Linked DNA regions of Arachis hypogaea: region 2 is linked to region 1. A link is a contact called in public Hi-C data. All regions are on one chromosome and are shown on one strand. Each heading gives the region's core, a stretch centred on a gene start, on an enhancer-like site or on the middle of the called end of the contact. The rest is flanking DNA. Distances are from core to core; before and after follow the strand shown.

The links. Hi-C and Micro-C count contacts between places; a contact is called where the count stands out from the background.
Region 2: a contact with region 1 is called in a Hi-C map of leaf, with 3 times the contacts expected there. The contact joins the enhancer-like site here to the promoter of LOC112697215 in region 1. A contact is called at or near these places in 3 of 8 Hi-C or Micro-C datasets (leaf and an unstated tissue).

Annotation. Positions count from the first base shown.
Region 1 is chr6:102,987,816-102,991,017 of arahy.Tifrunner.gnm2.J5K5, reverse strand. LOC112697215 (pentatricopeptide repeat-containing protein At3g04130, mitochondrial) reads right to left here and starts at 1,505. Exons shown (of 3, transcript XR_011862556.1): 1 at 1,091-1,505; 2 at 1-978.
Region 2 is chr6:103,038,611-103,041,812 of arahy.Tifrunner.gnm2.J5K5, reverse strand. No RefSeq gene overlaps it. Among protein-coding and RNA genes, the nearest start is that of LOC114924140, 12 kb to the left of the region's middle. Within about 2 kb of position 1,727, at least 2 of the 3 cell types and tissues checked have open chromatin away from gene starts, as enhancers often do.

The DNA.
Region 1 (3,202 bases), core at 256-2,755:
TTCGCCAATGCAGACATGATGGTAGTATAAGTAATCACATTTGGGGAGCAACCATGTGCTTGCATTTCATCAAGCAGCTCGTAGACCCTGTCAAAATTCTGTTCTTGGCAATAGCATTGGATGATGGTTGAGTAACTTATAACACAAGGGTGACAACCATGTCCTTTCATCTCTTGGATTGTCCACTGTGCCTCATCCACACGACGGACTTTGCACCAGCCATGTATAAATATGTTAAACGTATAAGCATTTGGAGCAATGTGCTGCTTTAGCTCCAAGAAAATTTCACGAGCTTGTTCAACAAATTCCTCTTTGCATAGCGTATCAAGCAATAAGTTCATGGATTCGGTGTTCTTCTCCAACCCAAGAGATTCTAAGCTATCAAATATCCTTACTGCATCTTCCCACTGTCCTGCACCAACAAACCTCCTCATCACCTTAGCTATAGTATTCAGAGTAACAAGACCCACCTCATGCATTTCTTCCAAGAAATCTCTCAACTTTTCCATTTGCTTCATTTTCCCTAATATGTCTATCATCATATCATACGATTCCGGCGAGTGTCTAAAGCCTGATCGCAAACCTGCCCATTTGAATATCCCCAATGCAGACCTCCAATCGTCTTTAAATCGATGGAGTAACCTTTGAATAAGGTTCTGAGATAGATGTATACCATCACAAGCTGGATCATTGAAAAGAGACCGGAGAATTTCTCGGTCGCTATTCCCTTTGCTAGCTTTTGCAATGAGAATGTCAGCATATTTAGTAAGCTCTAGACATTGTTCTTCATGCCAAAACTCTCTAGCTCCTACACAGTGAGAAGATACTAACTGTGAAGAGAAACTTCTAGATACCAGAACCTTACAACATAGGCTAGCGGAATCGCTGGCAACAGAACGATATATTGAGTGCATAGGGGTGATTTACAAGTGAACTCAAAACAGCCACAGTAACAAAAAGGGACTGAGGAACAAAACCCTGCTAGACAAGTAAGCATAAAGAAAATTAGGTTTTCCATCAAGCAACGAATAATGAGAGCTAATATCTTACATCAAAATTAGAGAGCTCGAAGAGACAACGACCGATCAACCTTCGCGATGGCAATGCCACCGGATCAACGCGTCCTTCGTGCGACGGCGCCGAGAAGAGGAGCGATGAGAACTAAGAAGAGTTCGGCGATGCGATGAGAAGAGTGCGACGGCACCCACGCTTTGCCCTAGCTGGCGGCGACAGCACCCTGTACCGGAGGAGAAGAGTTCGGCGATGAGGGACGGTGATGTTGGCTGGCTGGGCTTAGGGTTAGGTTTCAGAGTGTGAGAGAAAGGGGCTGGGATGTTTCTTCGTTCTTCTCCTCTGATTGCAAAACGGCGTCGTTTCACCGATGCACTGAACATCTGAACCAAAAACCATGAAAAAACCCGGCCGGTTCCGGTGATTTACCGATTAACCGCCGACTCATCCGATTCTCTAATCAATTTTTTGTAAGGCAGTTTTATATCTTAACCGAATTGGTTAAGTGATTTATTCTAATTAAATAAATACAATAATTAATTGAAATAAATAATTATAAAAGTTATTATCGAAATTTGCTTCTCAACTTTATCTTATTTACTAGCAGAAGCCCCGTGCATACGCGCGGGTAATAGTAATGTTTGGATGGTGTAACTGCTTTGTTTAAAATATTGGATTGAATACTAATATTGTATGTAATATATATAATGGTCTTTTGACCGATTTTAACATAGAGTAATAAGACATAATATAAATAAGATGTGAAATTAATAAGACATAATATAAATAAGATGTGAAATTAAAGAAAACATAGATAAAAAAAAGAGCCGTTGAATGTTTTAGTTGTGTTGTACTATCTACTATGTACTTCCTTTAATTAAAAATGTAAGGTTCCAAAATTAGTGTAAACAATAAAGGAAACACAATAAACAAAAGAAATATAAAAGATAAGAAGATGATAGAATTGACACCGTCATTTAGATCTATGCTCTAATGAAAAATTGGAGGAAAATATGAGTAACTATGAATATCCACTGCTTTGTTAAGTAATATTTTTCTATTTTTGCATCAAGTTGAAATATAAATGCATAGAAAGATTATAATTTAATAGAAATTTGAAATATTTGGAAGCAATCCAACCAAGGCAGCATAAAATGAAAAAAATCATGTTAATAGGATTTGAGAAGAGTTTAATATACTAAATAGTGCTCCTTTAATTTTAAACTAATTAATAATTTAAGTATAGTTTACATAATTAGCTAGCGTGCATAAGAAAAGAGTAATACATTTAAAGAAGCCATAATAATAAAGGTGGCTAATTCAAAATTAATAGATTATGTTGTTATTGGAAATTTTTTTTCTAAAATAGAAAGCATAAAATACCTTTTTTATATTTGTATCATGAAATCTTGAGCAATTGCTAATTTGCAGGAAATTAAAATAATTAAATAGAATTATAACAGAAAAAATATATAAAACAAAAAATAGTCTTATTAAATTAAAAAGGAAAGAAAAAGTTTTAGTTGCTTTTATGTCAAATTATCAATTATTATTGTTTTTGGAATAAGATTTTGGCCATTAGATTAAAAATACTTTTATGACCTCAAACAAATACACTATCAAAAAAAAAAGATACAAAATAAAAATGATAAAAAGAAATCATAACTCCTAATAAAAAAAATATATATCCATTTACAATTTTTCTGTATAGAAGACTCATCTTTTGATTGTTTTTTTTTTATATATTATTCTCTGATGTCATCTACTACAACAGATAAACAATTTGACTTTAAAAGAATATTTTTTTAGACTTTCTCCAGAATTTTGGCTTTTGAGAAAATGTTTTTTTCACAAATGTTTTTGTCTTTTCTGTATTTATTAATATATATTTCCATAAAAATAAATATATAACTATCCTTTTATTCTACTATATCCTTCTTTGCTTTTAGAAAACTTAAATTTATGCATCTATTCTATAAGTTGCCAATAATTTTCGCTGTAATATATTGAACATAAAACAAAGACAATACACACAATTTTGTAATAACTTTTATATCCAATGTTAGCCAGAATAAATGAAAAAAATCAATAAAAAAATAACTAACAAAATTTGAAACCGTATAATTTTTTTTTAAAAATAAGCCATCAAACAAAGATAGATAATTTAAGTATAATCTTATTTATAACAACA
Region 2 (3,202 bases), core at 478-2,977, 51 kb before region 1:
TTAAATATTTTTTTATGATATCGACAGATTAAAATTAGTTTATCATAAATTTAAACATTATTCAAGGATTTATCACCATTTAATAAATTATTATACGCACAAAAATGAATTAGTTTACAAGATTTATGATTATTTATTCTTTCAAAATTTTTTTGGTTAACTTATTCTTTCAATTTTAACGGAGAGAGGCTAGTACAAATTAAAGTCTAGATTAGAATAGAATCATATCTTTGTTTTTTTAGGAGTATTAGAAGTAGAATTTATTATATTTTATCAGTAATCAATTAATAATATTAAAAAATATAGACTAAAAATATATTATGAGATTAATAGTTAAAAGTGTTTGTCAAAAATAATAAATTTTTTTATTTTTTTGTCGTAATCCTATCATATTATCTCCAAACAATATCTTACGAATAGGCCCACAATTTTCTTTGCGCAAACAAGGCCCATGATTGCTGTGGAATAAGACTACTAATTTTTTATTTTTTACGTCTCTATTATTTTTAAGAACGAGTTTCTGAAGCCAGCATCAATATACATTATTAATACAAATCATTTGAAGTAAATCAACAAAAACACCTCCAAAATATTTAATTACCGATAAAAATATCATCCAAATTTATCAATAAAATTTTTTAAAGTATTTCAAAATGCGACAAATAAATACTAGTTTTTCTATAAATAACAAATGATTAACGATAAAAATGTGGAATACATCCCTAATGGAGGGAAAAAAACAAATAAATAAAGGAATTTGACCCCGAAAAAAATTCAAAATTGAAAAAAAAATGAATTTGTTTCAACAGAATTGTGTAATCACAAAACACACCCTTCAATTTCTTCTCACCTCAATATTTTCTACACAAACCGATTGTAAAATGCCTTACCATATAAAAAGTATAAAATGTTTAGTACATAAGATGTACTTTAGAAATTAACTATTAAATTAGTCATTATATATTTATAACAATTAATAATTAATATTATATTTTTAATATATATTTTATATTAAAATAATTGATGGTTTGTGTATGTTCATACCCTGTCCCAATAATAAAGGCCCAGGTTCAAATAGAAAGGCCCAATCCGAAGAACTAAGCCCAGCTAAGCGCCGACCTTCATATAAGAAGTCGGTGTCGACCACGACTTACTTCGAAGAAGTCGGACATGAGGTTAGTTGGCGGATAAACACTCATTTGAATGAGTAACCGCCCCTAAAATCTCTCTAACCGCTTCATCAAACCATATCTTAACCTCCCTAAGATAGAGGGGCGGTTAACACCCAAAAGATACGGCACTACTCCAACGGTGGTTATTGGCTCACCACTATAAATACACTGACACCCCTCAGGTATCTCTAAGCCCAATACTCTATAGACCTGCTCACACTCTTGCTAACTTAGGCATCGGAGTGTCTTTGCAGGTACCACCCCCCATTCACTCGCGAACACAAGTCGGGCGGAGTCTCCCGAATTGCACACTCACACGGAAACCTTCTCCTTCACACTTACGGGCCAGCCAGCGCTATCCATTCAGACAATCTCCGGTTACCCACCGTAACAGTGTATATATAATATTTATTAAAAATATTATAGCCAGAAATTTAGATTTGAAGTGAAGGGATAGAAAACGATGAAGAGCTGACTGTGTGATACTGTGTTAGGCAATGTCAAATCTAACTGATTAAGGACTAAGGAGATAAGCTAACTCGCTAAGACAAAGACATTTTTGTTTATTTTTATTTTACATATTTTCTTTTTATTATTAACTGCCACTTGAAGACACGAGACTATTGTATGCTTGCCGACCATGTACATGCCCACGTGCAGGCACGATATTTTCGTTAGGGCAAACGACGTAAATAAATTAATTGAGATTTATATTTATTTAAATACAACAATTTGTAACCCATTATATACCTATTTTATTTTGTTTTTATGTAAACTACGGCGAAAAACAACGGTTTATTATTTGGGTATAAATGCGGAATCTCTTCGGCGATTTTGAAGAACTGCATTTAGGCATAAATTACAGGATCTTTATTGCAGTTTTTAAAGAACAGCATTCTTACATTGTGAAATCCCTACCACGATATGAAAGTTGTTGGCTCTATATATGAGTTAAAAATAGTTATTAAGAAGAGAGTCATTTTTACGATGTTAAATGAGAAAGATAGTTTGTTAACATTAATGCATTATTCTGAAAAAATTCATAAACACAAAAGAGAGAATGTGAAGTTTATCGATAAAAAATTTTTGAGTGTATTTATCCGTTTATCGAAAATATTATCAAATTTAAAAACGAGTATATTGCAAAAGTTTGATGTGCTTGGAATCAAGTGGATAAAGAATTTATTTTATAAGATATATATTGCAGTTGTGTCAATTGGTGTGAAGTATAATATGTTTGTGATGGGGTTTGACGAAGATCTGTATGTTTTATTTCATTATCGAATAAGTCTTTTGGATGTCAGAGTACACGAGCACTATGCGAAATTGGAGGATGATGTCGACAGTTCTGCGACATTAGTTCCGAATCCTCAGTCGACTGGCTTGGGGGATGCTTCCAGTTCGATCCTTGTGGTTGCACCGGCTTGTCTTATCATTGCATCCCCATCTGTTGCGGTTGATTTGAACCGTACAGATGAAGATGGTTGTGTAGCATTGGAGAATTGTTCATTTTGACAGCTGACAGTTGAGATAGCTAGTTCTCCTATCATGATTTCTGATTGTGTAGGCGACAGTAAACCTGATCGAGTTGAAAATGCAAGGAGAGGGGATGATTTGGAAGAAGAGTTTGTCGATATAGTTAGGGACAGTAATGAGGATACAAGGAGCAATTCACATATATAGTAGGGTCCATCAAATTCTAGAACACAACAGTATCATCCACACTTTTCAAACTTGAACTTGGAAGCTATGGGATAACAACCGGACATAGATGCTGCCTTTGGTAGTCAAGGATTGAATCATGGAACTGCTCCTACAAAATTTTAAATTGGGCAAACATTCCAGAATAAAGATAAAGCTGTGTTGAGTGTGAAGAATTATAGCATCCGTAAAGGAGTTGAGTACAGGGTGTTAGAATCAGATCATCTTAAGTACCACATTACGTCAACGAAAGAGTATCTGAGACGTTAGATGGTTTAATGGTCCGCACACATGATTAGTTACATCTATTTCAATCGATCACTGCAACT